2 separate regions of the Mus musculus genome follow, and region 1 is linked to region 2. The links are chromatin contacts, called in public HiChIP or PLAC-seq maps. All regions are on one chromosome and are shown on one strand. The core of a region is the stretch at or near the end of the contact, and the rest is flanking DNA. Distances in the headings are between cores, read along the strand shown.

Region 1 (6,317 bases), core at 2,090-4,589, 120 kb after region 2:
CTTAGTCTCTTAATAATAACAAAACAGACACCTACTGTTCTACCCAACAAGTTACTCTTAGGCGTTTCCCTCAGAGAAATAGAAATGCCCCCCAACAGAAGCCTGAGCAAGATGCCAATAGCAACTGCCTAGGACAGGAAACATTCAATAGAGCTGGGTTAGATTATGCTATGTCCTTACAGATAACTGAATCAACAAACTGGGGATATACGCCAAGAACATCATGCTTCATGGGACGAGTGGGTCCCCAAAGGTCGTATACTCTTCAGCTACATTTCTGTATATAACTAGAATAATTATTGTGTAAAAATGCTGATTTCTAAGAGACTGTTTGGAATAGTGAGAAAGTGGGATGGGTTGGGGAAGTCTCGAGAGTAGCGAAAGGGGGGCTTTTGTGTGATGGGACAGTCCTGAGCCTCAGTTGCTCTCAGATAAATCTACTCCAAATGGGAGATCTGTCTTCCCAACCTGTTTCCCGGTTTGAAAACAATGCTGGTTAGGAAAGACATGGCCACTGGGAAGATGCAGGGAATACAGGCTCCTGTTAGAACCATCACTATCACAAAATAAAACATTTTAAATGTGAATTTTAATGCTGAAGATTGGGAGGGAAAGCACTGTGGGCAACAAAGGTCACTGGAGTAGGCTACTGGGAGCCTGAACCACCTTTGCTGTCATCTCCAAGAACCACCAAAAGCTAGAGCCACCTCCAAGGTGGCTCATGGCTAGCAAGGGAGAGCTTGTCTGATGTGATCTGACAATGGATCTGCTCACTCTTGGTTTCCATGTGGTGCTCCACACATGCATACACACGCGCGTACACACACACACACACACACACACACACACACACACACTCACATACACATGGTGGTTAGGAGAGGTCACTGTAGACACCATGTGTCTATGTCACCCTACTGAAGAATCACTGCATCCTAGTACTTGGGCTCTGCTTTCTGTGCTCTGCACAAGTGTCCTGGTCTCCCTGCTTTCTAATGCCTTCTATACAGACTTTTGTCTCAGACCAGAGGGCTAAGGGTCAGGGGTCCCTGGAGGCATGGTGCTTTTACACTGCCCCAGTGGACAGTGGAGGGAGAAGACATCAGAGCAGCAGAGCCAAAGAAGGGCCTGGGACAAACTGATTCAGCACCCAGAACAGCTTCCCAGCTTCTTCTGCCCATGACATCAAAATCTGATCTTTTCCCTTCCTTTCCCATGCTCCATACAGGCACACACATTATCCTGGAGTTCTTCTATGCATGCTCATAGCAGGTACAAGAAGCATGTGCAGAATAATGCACTCAACACACACACTCAGATACAGATATTTTACACACACACACACACACTCAGATACATTCATACATACACACACACTCACACACACACTCACACACATGTTCACACACAGACTCACCCATGCACACAGACCCCCCCTCACTTGCATATGCACACACACACACACACACACACACACACACACACACACACAGATGATGCATGTGCTCCGTCTGTGAACACAATTCTGCATTTTCTAAGTTTTCATCAATGAATGAAGATGACTTCCAAATGAAAACTAGAGTTACAGCGAGCAAACACAGACAGGGCTAACTGCAACAAGGGTCTGTCACAGCCGGCCGGCCAGTGCTTTCTCCAAAATACCAAGATGGAGGCAGAGGAACCGCCCCTGACTGAAGGGGAAAGGACAGCCAACACAATCAGGAGTTTTGACCTGGCTCCTGGGCTAGGGAAAGGATATTAGTGGGGAAATGAGCAAATAGAACAACAATGGTCAATGGCAGAGTGCTAACTTTAACTTCCTGGTTTGGAGAGCCCTGTGGGGTTCCGAGTGAGGAGCAGACTTCCTATGCTGCCGCTATGGCTTTAGGAGAAATCTAAAACTATTTAAAAATAAGTCAAGAAAATCAAATCAATGACAATGACCTCATCCCCTCAAAGTCCCAGGACACCATGAAAGTACTTTTCCAGGAATCCAACTGCAGGGGACAACTGTCAGCACCTCTAGTGACAACTCTCTACCTGGCTGCTCTCCTGCCTCAGGAATCCAGCCTTCTTCCAGGGAGTGACAGGCCTAGACCCCTCCCTCCTCTGGCCAGGACAGTGTGCTGCATTCTAAAAAATGCCCCCAAACCTCTCTCCAGCCACAGAGACCCCTGGGAGGTAGCCACTCCTCTGATGATGATTTGCGTGACTGGCAAGCTCAATAGAATGTGGCAGAGCCATCCTGTCACCCATGCGACTGTTCCAAAGTGAGGCCCACACCCAGGGCCTGGCACACAGCTCAGGATCTGATCAGCTTGGCTGGATGCCCACGTTTGTGGGGGACTGGTGCTAGAAGAAACCTGCCTCTTAGGTGGAGTCTCTATCAAGGCCACCCACCTGTGGGACCCACAAGGACGCTTCCCAAGAATGGCTGTTGTTTAAGCAATTTGCCTAAAGGTCACTCAATGGGACCTAACCTTCCATGAAGACCAGAAGGGAAAGCGTTGGCCACACCCATTTTATGTAACCTGTCCTACTCCAAGTCTTCCTCCCCGCCCAGAGGCAGCATGGTCAAATTCAGGGCTAGGAAGAAAATTTCACCCACAAACTAGATATTACAGGAGGCGTGGCAGGGAGTAGGGGAGGTGGATAGTAGCAGGAGCCAGCTGAGGAAATACTGAATGCATTGCCGAGTGCTGGCAGGGTTCAGCGCCTAGTTCTGCTCTGCCGTGTCCCAGAGTCGGGCAGCAACAAGTTTCCCAGAGTCACCTGGGCGGTTCAGATTGTTTTATGGACGATGCTGTCATGAGCTCCCTTCGGCAGGGAACACACGTAAATCAAAGTTCAAAGTCAGCTGATGTGATTTGAGAAAATACTGGGAGACCTTCTTTCAGAAGGCCCTTTAGAGAGACCCCTAGTTCTTTGAACTTTAGTAAAGTACAAACAGCTAGGGGGAAAGAAACCAGGCAGTAGAAGTTTCTTAGAGGTCTGGATAGTCTAGAAGGTGGCTGGACCCCTCCAGCAAGAAAGTGGCCTGGGGATTAGCTCCTCATCCTTTGGGAAAGAGGAAAACTTGCTCTAGAGGAACCCAGCCTGGGAAACCCACAGGGAAAGAGGGAGCCTGAAGTTAACTGCCAGCGAGGTTCCCTGCCGGGTCTGCCCCTCCCTCCCCGCAGGTGGGGGCAGTCAACTCACCAGCTCCGGTAGGAAGAAGGCAAAGGGGATGGTGAGGAACAAGGCGGCGACCCCCGAGGGCACGTCAGGCGGGGCGTAGCTGGTGGCCGGCGGTGTGTCCCGGGAGGCCATGCTGTCACCTCTGCTGGCGTCTTTACTCCGTAGCACTCGCCTGCGCCCGCAGCTGTTCAAGAATCACCTCCCGCCCGACAGACAGACACACCCATCGGTCGGAGGGACGTCGCCTGGGAGGGGAAAAGAAAGGTTCCAGTAGAGCGGGGGCCCTTCTGTGCACTGTGCTAGCCAGGAGAGGGGACAGGACCAGCCTCGCAGAGGGTCTTTCTAGACTTTCCCTGCTAAGGAACTTTGAATGCTGGAGCAAAGGACTCCAGAAGAGATGAAAGGAACAGCTTTGTATGTATGCTCCTGGTGATCTCTATGCTCAGAGTGTAAGCAAGGGCTCTTTTGCTAAGATAAAGATTGTTTACTGAGGACCTACTGTGTGGTTAGCCACCTTCAGACACTTCTGAAGTTCAGATAGACCACCACCACGTGGCTTTGTTGTACCTTTCCAGTTAAGGTCACAGAGTGGTCACAAAAGCAGCATCTGCTTTTGTCCTCAGAGTCTAAATGAAGGATTGGAGCAGCCTGGTTTTCACCTCCCTCCTCAGGTACTCTGAGTCCCTCTTGGGTCCTCCTCTCACTGTCGTTCTAGTCCAGCTAGGACACAGGGTTGGGACCAGGCAGTTCCTTCCTGCTTAGAGCCTGGGGCTGGCTGCTTGGCTGTGCTTCCAGACCCAAAGCTCTTCCTTTCACACAACGCCAGGCAGGGCTGGAGACTGGGCCACCTTCTTCTTTAACAACCCACTAACCTTGGTTTGTTTTCCCACCGCCCTGAGGGAAGGCCTGGCGCCCCAGAGCCTTCTTCCTCCCCTCTTCGGCTCCAGCAGGCCAGTTGAAAAGCCTCCTCAGGAGTAGGAGAGGAGGCATGGAAGAGTTGTCCCAAGGACTGGGGGATGTCCTGCACAAGAGCCCTGTGTCTTGTTCCTTAGCAACAGCAGGGAATTCCAGGGCCTGTCCTGGGCAAGGTGGGAGGAGTAGCTGGTTCGCTCTGCCTGGTCTGGAGCAGCCAGCAGAGTCTGGATACATGAAGCTTGAAGCCAAGGCATTGCAGGGAAAGGCAAAGATCTTCCCAGCAAGCTTCCAGACAGCCTGTCCTCAACCTTTTCCAAGTCCTAGAGCGTATAGTTCACAAGCTCAGGCCCCCACACTGCTGACAGAATGGATCCAAAGCCACCCACCTTTTCTGAATGTCACACACAAGTGCTATGTCTCTCTTTGGGGCTGTGGCCCCCTTGGATGTGACCATAATCTACATGGGGCGTCAGGGAAGATGGGGCAGGGTAAGAGGTACACACAGGTTCCAGGGATTGAGCCCAGCCACCAGGCTTGAGGGACGGTGCCTTTACCTGATAAGCCATCTCACTGGCCTGGAAAGTATCAATTCTGAGTAGACTGTGACGTTAACTATGCACACTGTACTTCCTAGAGCAGCTTCTAAACACGTTCTAGTGACACAGAGACACAGATCATCACTGGTGCTCTTTTTGGATGCTAGCCTCACTCCTGATTCACTGAGAGATCCCGTCTCAAGGGATTATGTCAGAGCATGATAGAGCACACATCTGTATATACACATATTCACATACTGTGAATTCACAGTATGCTGTGCTCACACACGCAAGTTCCAGCAAAGAAAATTTCTACCAGTCAGGAGCTTGTGGCAGTCGAAATGAAGCAATAGTATCGTGGATGATAAAAATATGGGCAAAGTATTACTATGGTTGAGAGCAAAAATCATAGTGCTATTGGGTAATATTTTTAGTTTATATATATCTAATACAAGGACCGCCATATGGGGCAAGAGAGAAGTAAAGAGACCCTATAAAAATAAGGTTTCTGTAGTCTATCTAAAGTGGAATTTTTTTTTACATATTTTAATTTCACCTACTGTTAGGGTGTATGTGTGTGTGAGTGAGTGTGTATGTGTGTGTGTGTGTGTGTGTGTGTGTGAGTACACGAAGGTTTGCCATTTTAGAGTAGTTTATCTCTCTAAAATTTACCTCAATTCTCATTTGCACCATCTGTCTCGTGGTTGAAATGGTTTGTCTTCTTTTGGTTGCAAATAGACTGATTTCCCCTCACTTCTTGGAGCATGGCTATTGTCTTAGTCAGGGTTTCTATTCCTGCACAAACATCATGACCAAGAAGCAAGTTGGGGAGGAAAGGGTTTATTCGGCTTACACTTCCATGCTGCTGTTCATCACCAAAGGAAGTCAGGACTGGAACTCAAGCAGGTCAGGGAGCAGGAGCTGATGCAGAGGCCATGGAGGGATGTTCTTTACTGGCTTGCTTCACCTGGCTTGCTCAGCCTGCTCTCTTATAGAACCCAAGACTACCAGCCCAGAGATGGTCCCACCCACAAGGGGCCTTTCCCCCTTGATCACTAATTGAGAAAATGCCTTACAGTTGGATATCATAGAGGCATTTCCTCAACTGAAGCTCCTTTCTCTGTGATAACCCCAGCTGTGTCAAGTTGACACAAAACTAGCCAGTACAATTGACCCCTTGTCAACTTGACACACAAACACACCACTAGTAAGCCTCAACCCTTACATTCTTATTCATCCCCAAGATCTAAATAACTTTAAAAGTGTCACAGTCTTTACATACTCTTAAAATTTCAATCTCTTTAGAATATCCATCTCTTTTAAAATACAAAGTCTTTTTACAATTAAAAGTCTCTTAACTGTGGGCTCCACTAAAACAGTTTCTTCCTTCAAGAGGGAAAATATCAGGGCACAGCCACAATCAAAAGCAAAAGTCAATCTCCAACCGTCCAATGTCTGGGATCCAACTCACGATCTTCTGGGCTCCTCCAAGGGCTTGGGTCACTTCTCCAGCCCTGCCCTTTGTAGCACACACGTCATCCTCTAGGCTCCAGATGCCTGTACTCCACTGCTGCTGCTGCTCTTGGTGGTCATCTCATGGTACTGGCATCTCCAAAACACTGCATGACCCCTTCAGTCCTGGGCCATCAATTGCAACTGAGGCTGCACTTTCACCAATGGCCTTCCATG
Region 2 (6,795 bases), core at 683-3,182:
GCCCTGGCATTCCCCTGTACTGGGGCATATAAAGTTTGCAAGACCAAGGAGCCTCTATTCCCAGTGATGGCCAACTAGGCCATCTTCCGCTACATATGCAGCTAGAGACACGAGCTCTGGGGGTACTGGGTAGTTCATGTTGTTGTTTCCCCAAGCATCTCAGGGCTCTTGATGCTGGCTTCCTTTGAGTTGACAGAAGCCCTGACCCTTTAAGGGTCAGGTGACCTTCACAAATCTAATCTGTTCTCTGCTTGCTGTTTTCCAGGAAACCCACCAACATCTGGCGGATAAGAAGGGTCTCCACGTGGTGGAATTCCGGGAGGAATGTGGGCCTCTGCCTATCGTGGTGGCCTCCCCACATGGGGCCTTGAGTAAGGAGCCGGAGCCGGAACCTGAGGTTCCTGATACCAAGCTGGACTGGCAGGACGTGAAGGCCATGCAGGGACTGAAGCGCTCTGTGTGGTTTAATTTAAAGAGGCCTGCCACCTAAGCCTCCCGGAAGGCCAGCCCAGCCAGTGCTTGTGCTGACAGCACCCGGAGGACACGCCACTCTCACTTTTTATTTTAAAAAAAGTCCAACCTTCTTTGTTTTCAAATAAATAATTATAGATTTGTCTTACAGAGCACATGGTATATAGCTGTGTGATGGGAATGTTAGATGCAAATATCAGGAGCAATTCGTTATTTAAACTAGTAAATGTAAGTGAATTAGGACATAGCTAATAGTAGTAACATGCACAGCCATTGCTGTGACACTTAGGTCGTGTTTGTTACCGAGTCATCTGAAGATGAATGTTTTCAACTACATTTTACAGAGAAGTTGGATAGCCTGACCCGCTGAGCCACTCCCAGGCAGTTCTCCCGGCAGTTGTGTGCCGTTTCTGTCCATAAATACTGTGCCAGGCTGTGGCCTCACCCTCGGCTGTGTTTCCTGGACTCTAGGTGGTAGTGATCCCACTGTGTCTGAAGTGTGTCTCACTGTCACCTTCACTCACATGGCCCTAAAAGCAAATGCTGTTGAGTGTCCTCGTCGGCTTGTCAGGTCATGTGGCCCATTCAGGTCCTTTGTCCACTTAAAAAATTTGGGTTATTTGTGTTTTTATTATCAGCTGTAATTGCTCTTGTTGTGTAGTATAGATACAAACCTCCTGTCAGATACAACCTCAGGTCTGGGTGTTCCGTTTGTTGGTCTGCTTTGTTTTTTGTCTTCTCTGATAGACTAGTCTTATTTACCTTTAATTGGTGTTTTTTAGGTCATCAGCATAAAGTGACTGTAATGTAGTAAAGTCAGTATCTGCCAATATCAATTACACTTCTTTTTTCTCTTTTTTAGTAGTTGCTCTAGAGTTTGCTATGTATGTTTACAACGGATCCAGGTCTCTCCTAGGATCCTGCTTTGTAGCTAGTTTAGTCAGGTACCTTACAGCCATGGAGGGTTAGGTTCCTGCCCCTCCCCTCATGCCCCTGCTGCCGTTCATTCAGGCCTCATAAACCTGAGCAACACTCGTTGAGTCACTGTTGCTGTTATGGTTTTGAACAAACATCTGTTAAATCTAATAAGGAAAGTTAAAGGTTGTTTGTTTGTTTGTTTGTTTGTTTGTTTTTGTTAATGTAAGTCTGTGCTTGTGACCCCCATCTCTTCGTTGTCTTGTATCTTAGCTTACAAGGCAGGTTGATTGGAACAAAGCCCGTCGGTTGTTTGTCTGAGTCTTTGCTTAATTATAGGTCCATGAGACATCTCTTTGATAGTTGTAAGTATTTTCTCTCATACTTTCTGAGAAGTTGGGTGAATTGCTTATTTCTGCTCCTCTTTAGGTAATGTTTTCTTCTGTCTTCTTTCTCCTTTATCTTTGGTCTCTAGCAGTGAGACTATGATATGCTGAGTGTGGGTCTTACTTAGATGCACCCTCCCTCTTTTTCCTGCTGTGTACGTTTCTCTTGAGGTAGCCTCCACCTAGAAGTCCTTGTTGTGTTCAGTCTGGCAGTAAGCCCATCAGAGATGCTCCCTGCTTCGATGGCTGGCGGCATTTTGAGTGTTTTGTCTTTGTTTGTTTATTCATTGTTTGAGACTGGGTGTGATGGTTTGAATGAGAATGGCCCCATACACTCATGTATTTGAATGCTTGGTCCTGTTAATGGAACTATTTGGGAAGGGTTAGGTGTGGCCTTGTTGGAGGAGGTATGTCACTGGGGATGACCCTTGAGGTTATCTTTCTGCCTGCTGCCTATGGATCAAAATTTAAAGCTTTCAGCTCCATACCTGCTGCCTGGTACCATGCTTCCTGCCATGATGATAATGAACTAACCTTCTGAAAGTATAAAGAAGGCTCTAAGTCAATGCTGTCTTTTATCAGAGTTGCCTTGGTCACGGTGTCTCTTCACAGCAGTAGAATAGTGACTAAAACCTAACTTTCCATGTGGCCAGGGTTGATCCTTCTGCTAAGTGTTATGATAACTTGATGAGCCAGTATGCTCCACTTAGTATCAGACATCTTTTTTCTGCTTACAGTACCAGAGATAGAGCGAGCCCAGGATCTTGGACGAGCTAGACAAGTGCTCTGCCACCGAAGCACACCCCTGGCATGTTTTTGATTCTTTCATAGACTCACCCTGTCTGTGTACTTTACAGTCTGTTCCTTGGTATTGTCTGTTCCCCTGTAACATTAATCTTAGTGGTGCTGAACATTCCTGGGGTGGTGACTGTGACAGCCACTCCTGCTGTGTCTCAGGCCTGCTTCGTTCAGACTGCACCTTTGCTTCCCGTGTGCCTGTCACTGTTGCTGGGAGCTGGACATGATGTACTGGGTAAGGAGCTGAGGAAGTAGGTGGTTAGTGATGGAACAGGGGAGACAGGGGGGTGGGACGTTTTCTGTGGTGATGGGATTAGACCCCGGTCTTCTGGTGAGCCTGTTACTGGGTGCTTCTCGGTTCTACCCCGTAGGTACTAGAGGAGTCCCTATCCCCCGAGTCACACAGTCTAATAAACCAACAGTGATTTAGTGTGCCTAAGCACTTTCTCTTCACCTGCCTAGTATATTCCCCTGCACATACACACATACTCTCAAAGGAAATTTTTTTTCTAGAGCTATATTATTCATGGCTATAAATAGAAGCTAATTGCTAAGAAAGAAATGCCTCTAAGTTAGAGACATTGGAAACATCTAAGACTTTTCTATTTAAGTAGAATCTACAGGAAAATAGTTGGGTCTGGTAGTGCTGGGTGTGAATGCAGAACCTTTTATTCTCCATTGAGCTGTGTCCCCAGAACTCTCGTTATTTTTGAAATTTTATTTTTGTCCTAAAAAAAGCGATGAGCTTTACTGATCTCTCTTCTATTAGCCTAATTTGTTTTTTTTTTATACCCAATACTCTTATCTTTTTAAAATGTCATTTTTCCAAATTATTGACAACCACATTGACATTGGGGGGAAAAACTATTTGAGAATAAAAAATGTTTGGCATCTAATTGTCTTCCAATAACTTGGCAATAAAATGAAAAGTGAAGTAGAAGTTTGCCTTGAGAGCAAGGCCTCGTCACTAAGAGCACCGTGTTTCCAAGGATGCTTTTGCTCCTCCCCCCAGAAGCATGGCGATCCTGTTGAGCTGGCGGTAGAACTCGAATGTGGAGGCCCACCCTGTGACTTTACAGCCTAGCTCGTCAGCACAGCCTCTAGCAACCCTTCTCTACCTTGCAAAGACATCAGAGAAATGTACCTAGGAGTAACAAAGCAAAAGTGTAGAGATGGCCAGGTAAACAGACCATCGATGCCCTGTCCTCAGGAGGCATTGATGTATCCGGACCATCCATTACTTAACAGTGAAAGGAACTAGAGAGTGATACTTAGCAGAATAATTGTGTTAAGGGAAAGAAGCCAGGCTTCCTTAAAACGAGATGTGAAAGTTTCCAGAAGTACAAACTATAGTAGTAGGAATGGTTGTGTAGGGATGGAAGAGGGTGTTCCTGAGGGGCGTGAAGTGGCTTTTGAGGTGGTAGATGTCATAGTGGTGTGGTAGTTTCACAGTGTGTACAAACATCAAAACTCCCAAGAGTATACTTTAAACATGCTGTTGAAAGGGGTCTTAGCTTGGGCTCTTAACCCTCCCTCCAAGAATGGAGAGGGCAGACAACAAAGGGTGAGTAGTCAGAGGTGACCTTTTATTGGCCAGTCAGTAACAAAGCAGATCAAAAAGTAGATATTCTGAGCTTGTCTAGGGTCACAGGAGGGGAGCTGGGAGGTTTCCATTGTGGGAACTCCAGCCTCAGCTAGCTTCTGGCTGTCAGGGAGAGACTGTCAATAAACGTTAGGATTCTAAGCTCTTGGGGCAGGGTCTCTGCACGCTAGGTGACCATGCAGAATATAGGCCCCTGGTCCCTGGGAAATGCAGAAGTCCGGGGCCCTGTCCCACATGTGGAGGAGTTGCAGTATCTAGCAGGAGTGGGTGCCAGTTCCTCCTGAAGGTGGCAGATCTACAAGTCCGACTTGGGGGAGGGGGGCCAGGAGCATCTTCCCTGGGAGCCAGACTGAAAAACTTTCTCTATCCCCAGCTAGGACTCAGCAGAGAAGTGATGTTCCTCATTACATAGTGCCTTGTGGGGCCCTGCTTGCAAGTGAAATGTAAATTAGGAGAGAGTATCAAACCAAAGAGGGGAAAGAAAAGGCCGGGCAAACCTGAGTCTCCTTGAGGCCTGGGAAATGGACATGCCCTGCAGAGGTTTGTGGGTACCAAAGGCAGTCTGCTGTGTTCAGGAGTTTTTGCATGGGTTTTGTGCTGGTTGGGCTAAAAGCTTCATTCCCTGGCTGTTAAAGGGGGCAGCTCCTATCTTTGGTGGGGTGGGTCCAATCTGACTGCAGTCTGTCAAAGAAAAGCTCTGGGTTTGCAGTTGCTTTGGAGGTCTGATAGATTGCCTTAGCACCCAGGTGTCTGCACCTGGGCTGTTGTGGAGCTCAGACAGATGTTGGGGGACTCCTGAAGCTCTAACCAGCTAGGAGAGTGGACTCTTTAATTAATTAAATTGCATTTGTTGTTTTTAAGGTTCCAAGCACTAGAGGGCAGAGTTCCTCAAATAGTTCTGTTCCCTTTTGGACTGCTCCCATGTAGACAGTCACTGAGATGTGCAGTTTGAAGTGGCTGTCTACTAGAGAGTGGATTGTTCTTTCAAATGCAGGACACCAATTCCATTTAAACATCCACTTTGCAAATGCTGTCGTGGAAGAATCACGCGTGCTTTCTTCATGAGGTGTGGGTGTGTTTCTGGCATCTTCCAAGCCACAGATTACCAGGTTCAAACAGCTTTGTCTAATTTTATTATTTATTTAAGACAGAGTCTCACTATGCAAACTTGTCTGGCTTGGGATCTGCTCTGTGGATGAGGCTGACCTAGAACTCACAGAGATCCTTTCCTGCCTGTCTCCTGAGTGCTGGGATCAAAGCTGTGTACCCACGCTGGGTCTCAGACAAGTTTATTTATTATAGACCCAACCTGAAGTTGGGGACAACTCCAAAGTCATGGACCTGCAGGTGTGGTATTAGTTACATTGCTGAAATTACTCTCTACCCCTAGACCCAGTGTAGCTTTCTAAGGGTGAGGAAAGCAGGATTCCCAGAGCCCATGTTTCCTGCCAGGGCACCAGCATCTTAACAGCAGGCCATTGTTTCAGGAAAATTCCAGAAGTGACTGGAGTAGAAATAGAGAGCCTGGCAGAGGAAGGAGGTGCCTCAGTCTGGGATTATTGGGGAGCAGTGGGTGTCAGGCACCCATCTGTGTCACCGCTGTACAGGGCCAGCCAGCGCAAGCTGAGGCACTCAGCACATAGCCTGAAATCCGATACCTGCCCGTCAGAGATTGGCTGGTACTCTGGTGTATAGGACCCTCCTTTGAACCACAAATGCTATTGGGGGAGGAGGTGTCACAATGCTTTTACAATGGATACAGAAAGGTTGGCATTTATTGAGCATTTAACACGTGATGGACAGTGTTTCAGTCCACTTGTACATATAAACAAACAAACAAAAAACACTTGAGTACTGAGATACCTAGATTACAATTTGCTCGAGCTGGTTAGAGGTTGCCAGAGCAGCTAGCCTCCAGGGCCAGCTCCTAAGGCCAGTGTGGCAAGAAGGCAAGGTGAGCTCCTTTATCTAGGTTTCGGTTATTTTTCTTTTGGGGGAGTTATGAGGTCAGGGAGAGAGGTGTCGAGAAGACGGGGGAGGCTTACTGGGTTCCCAGGGAAAGGAAAGTAGGAGAGTTGGGAGAAAGGAATTGTTATTTTCTTAGGGTCTTGAGGGCGGATGGGGCTGCATGTGTGTGTCTGTGGTCACAGTATGCTCCTGTGTGAGTGAAGACACAGCTTAAAGAGATGCTCAAAACAGCGAAATGAAGAGGGGATAGCCAGCCCCTGACCACTCCCAGCAACTCCGAACCCGATCCTGGCCCATCACAGACCCTGGATCATTGCTGGAAGGTGGCACCCAGCAGGGACAGCTCTAGAGACTGTTGGGCAGGGGCACTCCAATTTGGGCTGTTAATGGCTGGCTCCTGGTCTGGGGTGGATGGCTGGATTCATCTGTGGGATGCTGCAGCATTGCTGTCCATTGTTTCTCCTCCCCGCAGGATCTGCCCCAGACTTCTCCCAGGCCAGCCTTGAGGAGCAGAGAAGCCAGCGGTGAGCCTTGAGGGTCTGCAGCTTCATGGCTAGTACTGAGCTGGGGCAGCAGGAGGGGTGGGTGCCCTGTGTGGGAACTAAAGTCCTCAGGCCCAAGCGGAAGTGCCACCTGGCAAACAAGTCGCTGACT

The links. HiChIP or PLAC-seq counts read pairs in DNA pulled down with a chosen protein or histone mark.
Region 1: an H3K27ac HiChIP or PLAC-seq map of embryonic stem cells shows a contact between it and region 2, with 7 read pairs. The contact joins the promoter of Mall here to the enhancer-like site in region 2. A contact is called at or near these places in 3 of 39 promoter capture datasets (the SN4741 cell line, macrophages and stem cell-derived epiblast-like cells), 1 of 484 Hi-C or Micro-C datasets (nephron progenitors), 2 of 115 datasets of contacts at active chromatin or transcription factors (both in embryonic stem cells) and 3 of 9 other capture datasets (adipose tissue, embryonic stem cells and pancreatic islet).

Annotation. Positions count from the first base shown.
Region 1 is chr2:127,726,558-127,732,874 of GRCm38.p6, forward strand. Mall (mal, T cell differentiation protein-like) reads right to left here and starts at 3,340. Exons shown (of 4, transcript NM_145532.3): 1 at 3,199-3,340. The coding sequence starts at 3,309.
Region 2 is chr2:127,603,364-127,610,158 of GRCm38.p6, forward strand. Mrps5 (mitochondrial ribosomal protein S5) reads left to right here. Exons shown (of 12, transcript NM_029963.2): 12 at 266-623. The coding sequence ends at 490. Among named protein-coding and RNA genes, the nearest start is that of Mrps5, 19 kb to the left of the region's middle. Within about 2 kb of position 1,933, at least 5 of the 459 cell types and tissues checked have an H3K27ac peak or open chromatin away from gene starts, as enhancers often do. A contact at or near this core is called in embryonic stem cells, where this site is marked.